Linked DNA regions of Hordeum vulgare: region 2 is linked to region 1. Evidence: chromatin contacts called from public Hi-C data. All regions are on one chromosome and are shown on one strand. Each heading gives the region's core, a stretch centred on a gene start, on an enhancer-like site or on the middle of the called end of the contact. The rest is flanking DNA. Distances are from core to core; before and after follow the strand shown. Region 1 holds the start of LOC123430509 (pre-mRNA-processing factor 19). Region 2 holds the start of LOC123409368 (BTB/POZ and MATH domain-containing protein 2-like).

Evidence for each region. A called contact is a pair of places that touch in the nucleus more often than the background predicts.
Region 2: a contact with region 1 is called in a Hi-C map of leaf, with 4 times the contacts expected there. The contact joins the promoter of LOC123409368 here to the promoter of LOC123430509 in region 1. A contact is called at or near these places in 2 of 6 Hi-C or Micro-C datasets (leaf and seedling).

Annotation. Positions count from the first base shown.
Region 1 is chr1H:260,368,346-260,374,480 of MorexV3_pseudomolecules_assembly, forward strand. It overlaps LOC123430509 (pre-mRNA-processing factor 19), which reads left to right and starts at 3,880. Exons shown (of 17, transcript XM_045114379.1): 1 at 3,880-4,267; 2 at 4,352-4,423; 3 at 4,607-4,669; 4 at 5,159-5,245. The coding sequence starts at 4,055.
Region 2 is chr1H:260,613,640-260,620,102 of MorexV3_pseudomolecules_assembly, forward strand. LOC123409368 (BTB/POZ and MATH domain-containing protein 2-like) reads left to right here and starts at 2,120. Exons shown (of 2, transcript XM_045102295.1): 1 at 2,120-2,893; 2 at 3,001-4,952. The coding sequence starts at 3,703. The coding sequence ends at 4,842.

The sequences.
Region 1 (6,135 bases), core at 2,630-5,129:
ACTGATGACTAACTTACAGCGGAAACAGTTAAGGATCAGACGTGCAAACGTTCACAACAACAGTATTACAGAGTGAAGATTGTGAAAACAGATTACACAGTAAGCAGGCACGCAGAATACAGATGATGATTAACTATTGTGAAGAATTTGGGGTTGAGGAAATTCGGAGAAAGTCTTCAGCAAATTCTTCAAACAGTCACAGTGAAAGTCATCAACACATAATACAGAGAAAGTAAAGAGTTGAGGAATTATAACCCGATTCTTGGTGAAGACTGTTGTTGATGACCCAGTTCCAACTGCTGTGACAATTGTACATCTGGTTTGGAGCGGCTTGGTATTGAAACCAAAGGACACCCAGTCCCGGGACACACAGTCCCTACCGTATTCTCCTTGAGCTAAGGACACACAGTCCTCGCCCAACACTCGTGGTAAGTCTTCAGGGCAGACTTCCAAACCCTCACAAACTCGGTCACCCGGCGATCCACAATTGACTGCTGGATTGCTCTAGACCATGATGCCTAACCGTCTGGAGGATGCACAGTCCTCAAAGGTAAAAGGCTTCAGTCCCACACAGGAACAACTTCTTCAGTGATGCTCAATCACTAGGTTTGGTTTGTGGTTTCGGTGGGTGGTGTATTTCCTCACTAATAAATTACTCTCGAAGGCTCTGAGGAATTTGGGTTGCTCTTATGACAAGTGTCAGTTTCGAACGGAGCAGCCAACCAGCTAGTGGTTGTGGGGGGTGGCTATTTATAGCCTGGGAGCATCCCGACATGATTTGACACTAATGCCCTTAAATAATATGACCGTTGGAGTGGATAAGACCAGTGACTTGGCGTGGTTATCGAAACGGTCGGGACCCTCAACTGTCAGAGTCCTCATGTCACTCATATTCCTCACTTGAGGCTTTTGGTAGGATTTGGCTTGGGTTGAGCATCATGAGGAAATCCATTCCATAGTGTTACTTTGACCCCCTTTAACAGTACGGTGTTCCTATTCATCAAATGCGAAGAAAGTAAAACAAAAAACGTAAATCTTCACGCTTCAATTTCTTCAGAAACCACCGATCTTCTTAATATCAATATCTTCATGAGGAATATCAATTTCATCGCAGATTCCTCGCGATTCATTTCTTCAGCTCCAGACCAAATTCTTCAACTGAAGACATATATTTTTAGGGGTCGATATTCTTCAAATATCTCAAACTCCTCAATGACTTATAGATCCTGTGTATACTCACAAACACATTAGATACTTAACCTATAAGTCTTCAAACCACCAAAATCACTAAGGGGCACTAGATGCACTTACACCTCTTATGACAACAATGTCCTAATGAAAACTAATGGTAATTAAGGCGCTCCTTTTAATCGAGATCCAGAAGAAATCATTAACACAAAGTGAATACATGAACTCCTCAAAATACAGTCACCACCGTAGAGTATCCGAATTGATGTTATGCGGTCCAAGAGAAAAACAGGTGCATACAACTTGCAATTACGATCAAGAACACAAATATATTAATGACAAAACATAATAGGTTCAGGTCTGAAATCATGTCACTCATGCCCCAGTGACATGCATTAAGCATAACAAAGTCATAGAAACATCAATCTCGAAACATAGTGGTGCTAGGGACCAATCCCTAACAAATCTAACAATGATTACACATGAAATCACATCTACCTCCAGTATGCTTATAAAGGATTACTCACACATGACATCATGAAATTATTGATGGAGAAGGGTTCGTGATGACAACGACAACAAATCCCACTCTCTAGAGCCACAAACAAACTCCAGATTAGGGCACCCAACGAAGAACAGGAGGTGGCGACGGCTCCTTATCGTAAATTGTGATGAAACTTCTGTGTGATTTTTTGGGGTTGATGTGAATTTATGACGTCAGAATTAGGTCAAGGCGGTGTGTACGGGCCCCACATGGACACATGGTTGCAACTAGTCGGTGGTCGTGCCATTTGTCCACGTGGCTTCCTGTTGTCCCCCTCCGGTACAATCATCCCCGTATAGTATCCAAATTGATGTTCTAGGGTTAAGAACAAAAGCATGTACATACAACTTACATGTAAGATCAAGAACGCAAATATATTCATGAAAAAGCAAGAATAAGTTCAAATATGAAATCATGGCATTCGGGCCCTATTGATAAGCATTAAGTGTAGCAAGGTCAATCATAGAACATAGTAGATACTAGGGATCGAATCCAAACAAATATGAAACGATTACATATAACATCCCACCCATATTTTATCTACCTCCACTACACATACAACGGATTACTCACACATGAATGTGAGCATCACGAAATTGTTGATGGAGAAGGGTTGGCTATGACGATCTCTATCCGTAACCACAAACAAACTCTAGAATAGGGCCCCCGACGAAGAACATGAGGTGGCGGCCGCTTCGCATCATAGAATACGATGAAACTTCTTTGTGTTTTTTGAGACAAATGTGAATTTAAAGCGTCAGAATCATGTCAAGGTCGTGCCTAGGGGCCCCACATGGACACATGGTACAGCCGGGGGTGGCCGTGCCACCTGTGCATGTGGCTTCCTGGTGACCCTATCTAGTACTTATTGGCTATAGTATTTTTTATATATTCCAAAACAATTGTCCAAAAAAATTTCGTTCAACTATGAGAACTTTTATTTCTGCAAAAAACAACACTATGACAGTTCTTCTAAAATCAACATCAATCCGGGTTAGTTTCACTCAAATCATGCAAATTAGAGGTTAAAATAATAGAAAAATTGTTTGAAAAAGTAGATACATTATCAGACCGCCTCGTGGAGGAAGCTTAGGTTGGTCTCCACCTCCATCTCGGAGTAGGTGGAGTCGAGGATGCCTGCTCCTCTACTGCCTACTCCGCTTAGGCGAGCTCAAAGTCGGCGAGCGTGTTCGCCATGTCAGACCCGACTCTGCTCCAACGCCGGTGCTAGCTCCACCTCATCAGATGGCTCATATTTCATCCCCTCCTCCTCCTCATGTTGCTCCGCCTCTTCCTCCTTTTCCCCAACGTCCCTATATGTGCCCCACCTCCTCCTCCTACTGTTCAGCCTCTTCGCCCTCATGCGCCCAGACCTCCTCCCCTGAACTTTCTGGAAGCTAGCCAACCGCAATGTGTACGTTGCAACGCACGACGTGGGTCTCCTCCCCCGCCCGACGCACCTGCGTCAGAAGCTTGTAGTAGGTCACCTTATTGCGGACCATGGCGCGACCGACGTCGACTGGCCACATACTATGATGGAATAGGAAGAGGAAAGGGAAGCGGCTGCACGAACGTGAGGATGAGAATTGGCTAGGGTTGCCTCGTTGTTCAATTTAAATAGCTGATTAGGTTCGTGAGGTGGCGCGCTGTAGCGGCACCATAATGCATACTCACCTAAACCGAAGGAGGTGCTTGTCGGTTCGAGATATATTAGCTCGGGCCCATCCATTAGTCCTAGGCGGTGGTCGTGTCCGGTCCTATATCCGCCTCACTTATGGGCTGAGTATGAAGGTTGCCGGATAGCTCACTCGTTTGATTTGGATTTGCACACGTCGATTGGGTGTCAAATTCGTGACGGGACAAGCCACACTGGAGTTTGAGGCATTTATGGGGCGCTCGATTGTAGATGATTTAACTAGTGTTTTTTGTATTTTTTTTAGGGAGATTTGGCGACATTTGGATTTTGTAACTTAAGGGAATTGAAAGCTTCTTGCTTCGTTTGAAAATAGACTTTTTCGAAGGTTTTGCCGGGCGTGGGCCATCCGAAGAAAGCCCAATACCGACAGCAAAGAAACCCTTCAAGTCCAAGGGCATGGATGAAGATTTCGTAAAGGCCGAGTCTCCTCTTGTAATTTCCCTCCCCGCCGAGAAGACAAAATTTCCCACTCCACTCGAATTAAAACCCTAGCGGCTACACCTTCGTTCCCCGCCGCCTCCTCCACCCATCGCCGGCGCGCCGCCACTGCCACCGCCAGCGAGATTGCGACCTGAGAGGTCCAGCGTGCTCGCGCTCTTTCCGGCTCTACCTTCGCCGCGGCCACTATGATCTGCGCAAGTAAGCTCTTTTGGCTCAGTCCCCCATCCTTTATTTTCTTCAAAACCCTAGCTGTACGATCCGGCTACCCGTGCGCTAATTCGTCTTGCGTTGCTTCTACGCTTGTGCCTGAAGTCTCCGGCGAGGTGCCTGATGAGCCGGTGGTATCAAAGAGGTCGGGGCTCCTCTTTGAGCGGCGGCTCGTCGAGCGCTACATTGAGGTCGGTAGTACGTCTTAGATCCTGCCTCACATTTCTTTATCCTGTTTGCGCTAAGATTGTGTGGCGGTGGTTGCTGTGACGCAGGACCACGGGAAGTGTCCAGTCACGAAGGAGGAACTCTCCATGGACGACATCGTGCTGGTGAAGACCAACAAGGTGAGGCCTCTCTGGAATGCTAACATTTTTTCGAAATTGCATGCTTCCGTAGATTATCGTATGTTACATCCTGCTACTTGGCGGGGCTAAACTAATTAGCTAAACGTAACCTGCCACATCACCCCTCAAATATTCAGGGATTCAATCTTTGAAACAACCATTGATGAGCTCTATTATTCACAGGTCGTGAGGCCTAGGCCTCTGCAGGCTGCAAGCATTCCCGGACTCCTTGGAATCTTTCAAAACGTAAGTCGAATTCTGAATATCTGAATTGAGTCTGAACTGTTGATAATCATACTTGTATTGTTTGTTTACTATAGCGTGTTATAATTGTACGTCAAACACCCCACAGTGAATTTGTAGCGTGCTTTTAACGTCAAAGACAAACAGTTCTGTGCTTCCTGCAACACCGTGGAGCTGTTTAAGTGTATTCTTTAGCACCTACGGAGATGTAACTTACACCAAGCTAGAGCTAGAAAAATTGCCTGCTCGTCAGTTATATTTAATGTGGAATCAGGAACTCTGGTACAGTAATATTTGTTGACCCATCATTATTTTACGTTTTCATATTTGTCCTAGAGTCAGAAGGATCACCTTTAATAACTGCTGAAATATATGAATAATCCTTCAGTTCTGTTGATAATATTTCCCTTGATGGTGAAGTCTGCACTATGGTACTATTTCCCTGACCCCTGTCATACTCTCACTAGAACTAGTTTTTCTCTGATTTTGCAGGAGTGGGATGCCCTTATGCTTTCTAATTTTGCTTTGGAGCAGCAGCTTCACACAGCAAGACAAGAACTGAGTCATGCGTTATACCAGGTCTTTGTTTGACCAATGCAATTTCTTCTCAATTCATGCAAAATATATTAAGGAAACTTCCCTGCAAATCAAATAGTAAGAAAGTAATTGTTTTCTTCTTAGAAATTCCAGTCCGTGTTAATTCATAGCAAATGGACCATCTATTTTTCGCTGTCCGAGGGCCTGCTGGAAGGATCTGAGCTTCCTATGGGTCCATAGTTAGGCTGCGGTGGATATTTCTTAACATTTGAGTGACTCCACTCGTTTTACAAATTGGTTGGCGATTGGTCTCACTAGATTCACTAGAATGTCGAATATTCATTGTTGGAGTCCTGCTTTCTTCGCTCTTATTATATAAACTAGTTGATACCCCGCGCATTGCTGCGGGATATTGGCATGGGATAACGTCTATCTTATGCTGACATGTGATAACAACGGCAGGTTAACTTTGGGCTTTTTTTTTAAGCACAGTAGCATAAAAGGCAAAGTACTAACTAATAATTATTAGTAACTGAAATTATTATTATCTAACAACGAATCTCAGTTTTTTCATGTCTGATATTCATAGGGAACTACAGCCCTAATTTGGCTAATAGAGAGAAAGGAATCTTCATATCAATGTATCATCATATATAAAGATGTACAACAAATAGCCATATGAAGGTTCTGCTAGCTAAAAGGCTATATGTATCTCTTGCAAAAAATATGTTTGATAGTCTACATGTATTGTTGCTTCAAGCTATGTCTCCAACAGGGTGAATTATCTAGAGGCTAGTCTACTATAAATGTCAGATAAGTGATTAAATTAAATACAGTAAAAATCAAGAAATAGGTACTGGAGGGAAATGAGATACATCCATATATTTACCAAGGAGAAAACTTTTGCTCAACTGACTTGGTAGTGCATTCAT
Region 2 (6,463 bases), core at 870-3,369, 240 kb after region 1:
ACTCCAGCACATTTTGGAAACATAAATGCATTGAAAACTGCTCATGTGCATCACGCAGTGATGGATCATACCATCTCCTCTCCTTCTTGTTCTTCACCCTACTCTTCCTTCAAGAAGACAACCTTGGAAATTATTCTTCATCAGTAAGGCTTAATCACCTAGAAATCAGTATTCATCAGTTTCAGGCACATAATCTTGAAACTTGATGTGTTCAGGCTCACTATGTGACTTGCTAGTCGGGCCTGGTTTTCTGACTATCTTAACCTGGTTTGCTCCTTTTTGCAATACAGATGAAGGTTCCTCCGCTTTTTCCTCAGAAAGGATTTGATCTTCCTCCCACAACTTAGAAGGTTCTGAGTTAGCTCCACAATAGTGCTTTATAATATCTTCCTCTTCCCTTTGCTTCTGGCAGTCCCTGTGCCAGCCTCATCTTCACCCCTAGCCCAAGCCTTGTATGATATATTCTGCCCTCTGTGATCACTCCTCCTGATAAACTGAAAGTGTGAAGAAGATTTGTCCATCTCATCATCATCTTCATCTTGTTCTTCATCCTCCATAAAATTTCTTCCCTTGTCAAAATTGCAGCTTTGCTGTGTGTTAAGATAGGGTCGAGCATGGTTTGCTGGAAACCTTGTAAAGAAACGGCTCACAAACATTTTCAATAGGAATCTGTTCCTCAAGGAAGATGTGATCCATATTAACATCTGCTGGGATAGGATCAGTAACTTTTCTCACATATATATTGAGGAGCTTCTTATCAACAAATAGGTCAAGCATTTCCTCTATTTTATCCTCACTATCCAGGACCTCCACCCCCTCCAAGCCCTTCCCCTCTTCCTTTACATAAGTCAGAAAAACATCCGTTCCATAACCCTCCAACCCAACCAATGCTAAACTAGTCAGATAACCGATATCTGAAGAAACCAAATACTTCCTCTCCATATTATTTGTTCCTTGAAAATGTAGCCTCATTTCTCAAATCTCATCATCTAAGCTGTATGAGATTAAATTGAAAAAAACAAGGTGATTTATTATAAATACTGAAACTCATTTGCAATTCTGCACTAACTAAAAACTATAAATCTACAACACTTTCTAACAGTGCATACATTGCTGATTTGCATACTGCACTGTCTTCTAAACCTATTTCCAAAATTATAACTTAAACTATGAATGTTATTGAAAATGTTTACCTCACTCCTCCACCAAACGACGACACCCATCCGTGTCCGTTCGCCGAATCCGCATGAATGCACTTTGCCACTGTCATGGCCGCACGGAATGTCAAATCCCATTGGACCTCGGACGGTGACGGTAGCGGCGACCGCTGCGTTAGAAAACTCGAGTTGCCCAGCCATTTGTCAACCTCTCATGCCCACCGCCCTCATCGCCGGCGCTGCCTTGGCCCAGAGGCTCGCTGGCGTCGACATTTGGCTGCGCCGCCACCATCGCACCTAGGTCACAGAGCGGGAGCGATGGTGGGGAGGGGAGGGAGATAACGAGCCAGAGGGCGGCCCGACCGGCGTCTTTGGTTCCGACCGCACCCGGTCGGTGTAACGGCTGTTAACGGCCGTGCCGTTAACGTTGTGGTGCACGTGGCCTGACCGGTGGGCCCATTTGGTCAGAAAATGGCTTAAGACGTTAGTTACACGAGTTTTGGGTTTTTTGTAACAGCCGATCGCCGACTTGGTGGTTATCAACAATTTTTTTGGTAGTTTCCCAGAACGATAGGCCGAATTGTAGTAGTTTTATGTTATTTACTCTTTCATTTCTGACGGCGGCATGGACGATTATATAAGCACACTGGTAGAGATGTCATGGCAGTAGTTTTCGATCTTGTTTTAAGCAGGCATAATCCATGGCAATGCATATATGCAGTGAATGGCAAATTGACATGCGTACCACTATAATTCTTGTAATTTTGCTTGCTCGGGATGAACAATTTATTGCCATGGCAAATTCATACGGTTTTTGCCATCATTGTGGAGAAGATCTTCTTTTACTTCGGTCATCCTTTTTATAGTACATATGGCATGTCAGTCTAAACCCCATAGTTACCATGGCCCCGACGAGCAGCGCCGCCCCTATCAGGCCATTGCCTGGTTCGAGCGTGACAGCCTGAACCGCCTCCAGATATTGCGTGGTGAGCCCCTCCTGATCGCCCTCCTGCGTCGGTCTCTGATTTCCTTGTCAGTGTGTGACGGTGCTTGTGATTTTGCAATGGCATTTGAGCTCCGCGGGTTCCTCGACGCAAGGCAGATCAGGTGACTGTTGTTTCTTTGTTCTGAAATGTAGCTGAGTTAGCATATGTCGGATGATCAGTTCAGTTCAGTTAGAACAGTGTACTTTGATGAGCTTCATGCACTTTCTGTTTTAAGGATTCATTTGAGATAGTGCAGTCATATTAGCTTCTGCACATGGAGTGCCCATTCAGCATTGAGTGAGAAAATTCAATTTTCTGGAGTTTTGTTCTTGACTAGGTTGTGAATTACTCCCGCTGTTCCGTAATATATGTCGTTTAAGCATTTCCCGTGTAAATCTCGCAACGTTACGAGAATTTTCTATTTTCTGAAAATACCCTCGCTCTCTGAAACTCCCTCGCCCTCCACACGATGACACGATTCGCTAGTGTAACCCACGCACGAAACGCAGGTCGATTCATTCCTTCCACCCCCTTTGACATCGCTGCCACCGCCAACCAACGCGCACATCGCCGTCGACCTCCTCCCTCGCCCCACCCCCTTCCCCTCTCGGGAGAAGAGGGAGTTCGGGCCACCATGCCAGACCCGTCCAGAACTGGCCGACGACCACAACACATCGTCGTCAAAAACGGCTTCTTCCACCTCCACGAAATGTGCTCGCTCGCGCGCCGGGACAGGACCCCAGCTCGCCCGTATGCTTACTTCGATGCCAATGCCATGAGGCTTCCCCTGCTCCCATCCACGCCATGGATCCACCCTCACCTTCTCTCCCTCCCTGTCCTATCCCATCTTATGCTAGGTCCACCCCCAGATCCACAACTCCCATGACGACGTGCTCCTTCTGCAGAAGTGGAGGAGGGAGGGCATAGGTGGAGAAGGGAGGCGGAGGGGCTGCTGCCCATTGCTGGCTGAGGATCTGGCGGCCAGAGGTGGAGGGCGGAGGGGCTGCTGCCCGCTGCTGGCTGAGGATCTGGCGGCCAGAGGTGGAGGGCGGAGGGGCTGCTGCCCGCTGCTGGCTGAGGATCTGGCGGCCAGAGGTGGAGGGCGGAGGGGCTGCTGCCTTCGTGCTGGCTGAGGATCTGCCGGCCAGAGGTGGAGGTGGGGGTGGAGGAAGAAGACGACGGAACGGTAACCTGGTCTTTTATCTGCTTTTTCACCTGGTCGGAAGTGAAATCGAACGGCTGAGCGAGCCGTTGATGCCACTTAAGAAATCAGTAACCTTTTCCCAAGCAAAAAAGGGCTTGTAGGCCCGGGATGGGGTTCGCGTTGGGGCTTTCTGGCCCTGAACGTTTTTTGTTCGATCGATGCCAAGGAGATATCTGGGTCCAAGAAAAAAAAATCACATACGAATCCGGAGTCTATCGAAGTGTCGGAAGCTACGCACGATGAAACCGTGTACAAGACGTAGCTTGGCACGTAGCTTGGTGTTTTACGGGAGTATATTATAAATACCAATCATAGCTTTCTTTCCTCCCTTTAGTTGAAGCTAGGTGTAATCAATATGTTCCTAAATTTAGATTCAGTCTATTTCAATTCGATCAATCTAGCTAGCATATTCAGCTCCTCCGCGCTTGTCGGCAACATGCCGCCGCACACATCATCAACCATTGTTGCGGAAGGTGTGTCTTGGTCTCACGTGCTCACAATTCGGGGATACTCTTATACCCTCGGATTTGGCGTCGGCGAGGCTATTCCAGCTGGCTTGTTACGCGTTGGAGGACATATCTGGTGCATCGCTTACCACCCTGATGGTTTCAACACAGATTCTATCGACTGTATATCTTTTTCTCTATTTCTTCATGAGGCCGATGTTGTTGACGACGATGATGATGTTGATGCTCAGCGACCTATCAGGATAAGATGCAGGTTTAGCCTGCTGGACCATGTGGGTGAACCGGTGCCAAATCACACGACACCATACACGACGTCCATATGCTATAAGCGTCGGCAGGGAATTACGTCTCACAGGTTCATCACAAGGGCCGATTTGGAAAACTCAACGCATCTTAAAGACGATTGTTTCAGCATCAAATTCGATATCAGCGTCACCAAGTTTATCCGAAAGCCGCCCACAACACAAGAATTTGTGATGGTGCCGCCTTCTGACATGGCTCATCAATTTGGTCGTATTTTGGAGACCGGGGAGGTTGGGGACGTGACTTTTGAGGTCCGTGGAGAGACCTTTGTGGCGCACAGGCACTTGCTCGCTGCTCGATCCGCCGTGTTCATGGCGCAGCTGTTTGGTCCGATGAAGGAGAATGATGCAAAGTGTATACAGATTGATGATATGGAAGCCAAAGTTTTCAAGATGATGCTCCACTTTATTTACACGGACGCACTGCCTAGCATAGATGAAGGTGAAATCACGGAGATGGCTCAACATTTGTTTGTGGCGGCGGACAGGTATAATCTGGAGAGGCTCAAATTGATTTGCGCGAATATCTTGTGCAACCATATGGAGGTAAATACGGTGGCAACTACATTGGCACTTGCTGAGCAGCATGGTTGTGACAAGCTTAAGGAGGTGTGCTACAGGTTCCTCACGTCTTTCCAAAATTTGAAGGCGGTCACGCTGAGTGATGGCTTTAGGCATCTCAAGATCATTTGCCCCAATATTCTAGAGGACCTACTCGGTCGTTAGGCTGTTGACGATCCTTGATCTTGTTCCCTTTCTACTTTTCCTTAGAAAGAGATAAGGATGGTGTAATTATTATGTGGACAAAGCTAGCAATCCAGCCTTTTCGTTTCTAAGCCTCTCCTTTGGGGCACGGCGTTTTGGCACCCGGTGCATCTGCACCCGGGCTCACGAAACAAATAAAAAGAAAGACTAGAAAATTTTAAAAAATCCAATTCTTTTTGTGATAGACAATTTAATGCGTGAGGTTCGCTTCAAATTTCATCTCAATTGAACATCAGAGCAGATCTCGGTAAAAAAGATAAAATTTGGGTATGTGAAAAAGGTTGACTATTCACAATTTTTTTGACCTGATTTGTCTTTTTTGCTGAGAGCTGCTCACATGTCCAAATTATATGAAACTAGCAAAAGGGCACGTGCGTTGCAACGGGAGAAAAAATACCACACACTTTTAGTTTTTTATAATCATTTTAATTTATTAAAATAATAAGCTAACTAACTAATGTAGTCAGTCCTATCCTATTTTGTTGAGAAATCAACCCGTCCATTGTTAATTTCACCATGATGAGAAATTGAGCGGGACAAGCAAAGCAAAAACAAAGAGGCTACGTGAATTGATCAATGGTCTGTTATCTTATTTCATTCATGGGTTAGAGAATGTGGGATCAGATGACAAACTGAAGGTGGTGTTCCATTCTCTGTCTCTACAACAATACAATCTTACATTCATTCATCATCAAACAAATCCCCACAAAACAAAATTTCTTGCCCGTGCTTGGCACATGGTTGGAGGCATGGGGAGGGGATCTCACCAGATGATGAGTTCCTGTCGGAGGAGGGGATACGATGAGGGGAGCAAGGGTTAGGCGTCTCTATCTGGCCATAAGGAGTCGCCGTTGCCGCGCCATAACCTCGGAGTTCCCCGTATGAGCCATGGAGGCCCACCTCCACCTGCAAGTACTTCGCTCCGCCGCGCCTTATCCGCGCGCCGCCGCCGTTCTGCATCGAGCAGACGCATCATCCCCAGTCACTGTAGCTGTCTGTTGATTTGATCCAGAATCTGTGCTCGAGCACCGAAACGGGGGCAGCAAGCGGGTAGAGGTACGGTCGCGGAGGCGGGTGGGTTGAGATCGACAACAGTGATGGTTGAGGTCGGACGCGGCGGCGAGTGGTGTGGCAGCGGCCTGGGCACATGCCAGGGTGAACCCGGGTCGACGCGATGCGCTCGAGCGCCACAACGGGGGCACTGAGCGGGGAGAGGTACGGCCGCTGAGGCGGGTGGGTTGAGATCGGCAGCGGTGGCGGTTGAGGTCGGCCGCGGCGGCGAGTGGTGCGGCGGCCTGGGCACAGGCCAGGGTGGCCCAGGGTCGATGGGAGGAGGCGATGCGTACGGGTATAATTTTTGCAGCGAATCGTTTTTTCCTTTTGCGTTCCAGATAATAAATGATGGAGCGCGGGTTGAATAACAAAAATTACATGTTTTTTTTATAAAAATGCGGCGGTGGGTTTTCCGACGAAAGCAATAGCCTCTTTATTATTAGGTATAGATTTGGAGCGGACCTCACATATTAAATTGTCTACGACATAATTATTTTTTTGTAGTATTTTTTTTTATTTTTTTCTGAGC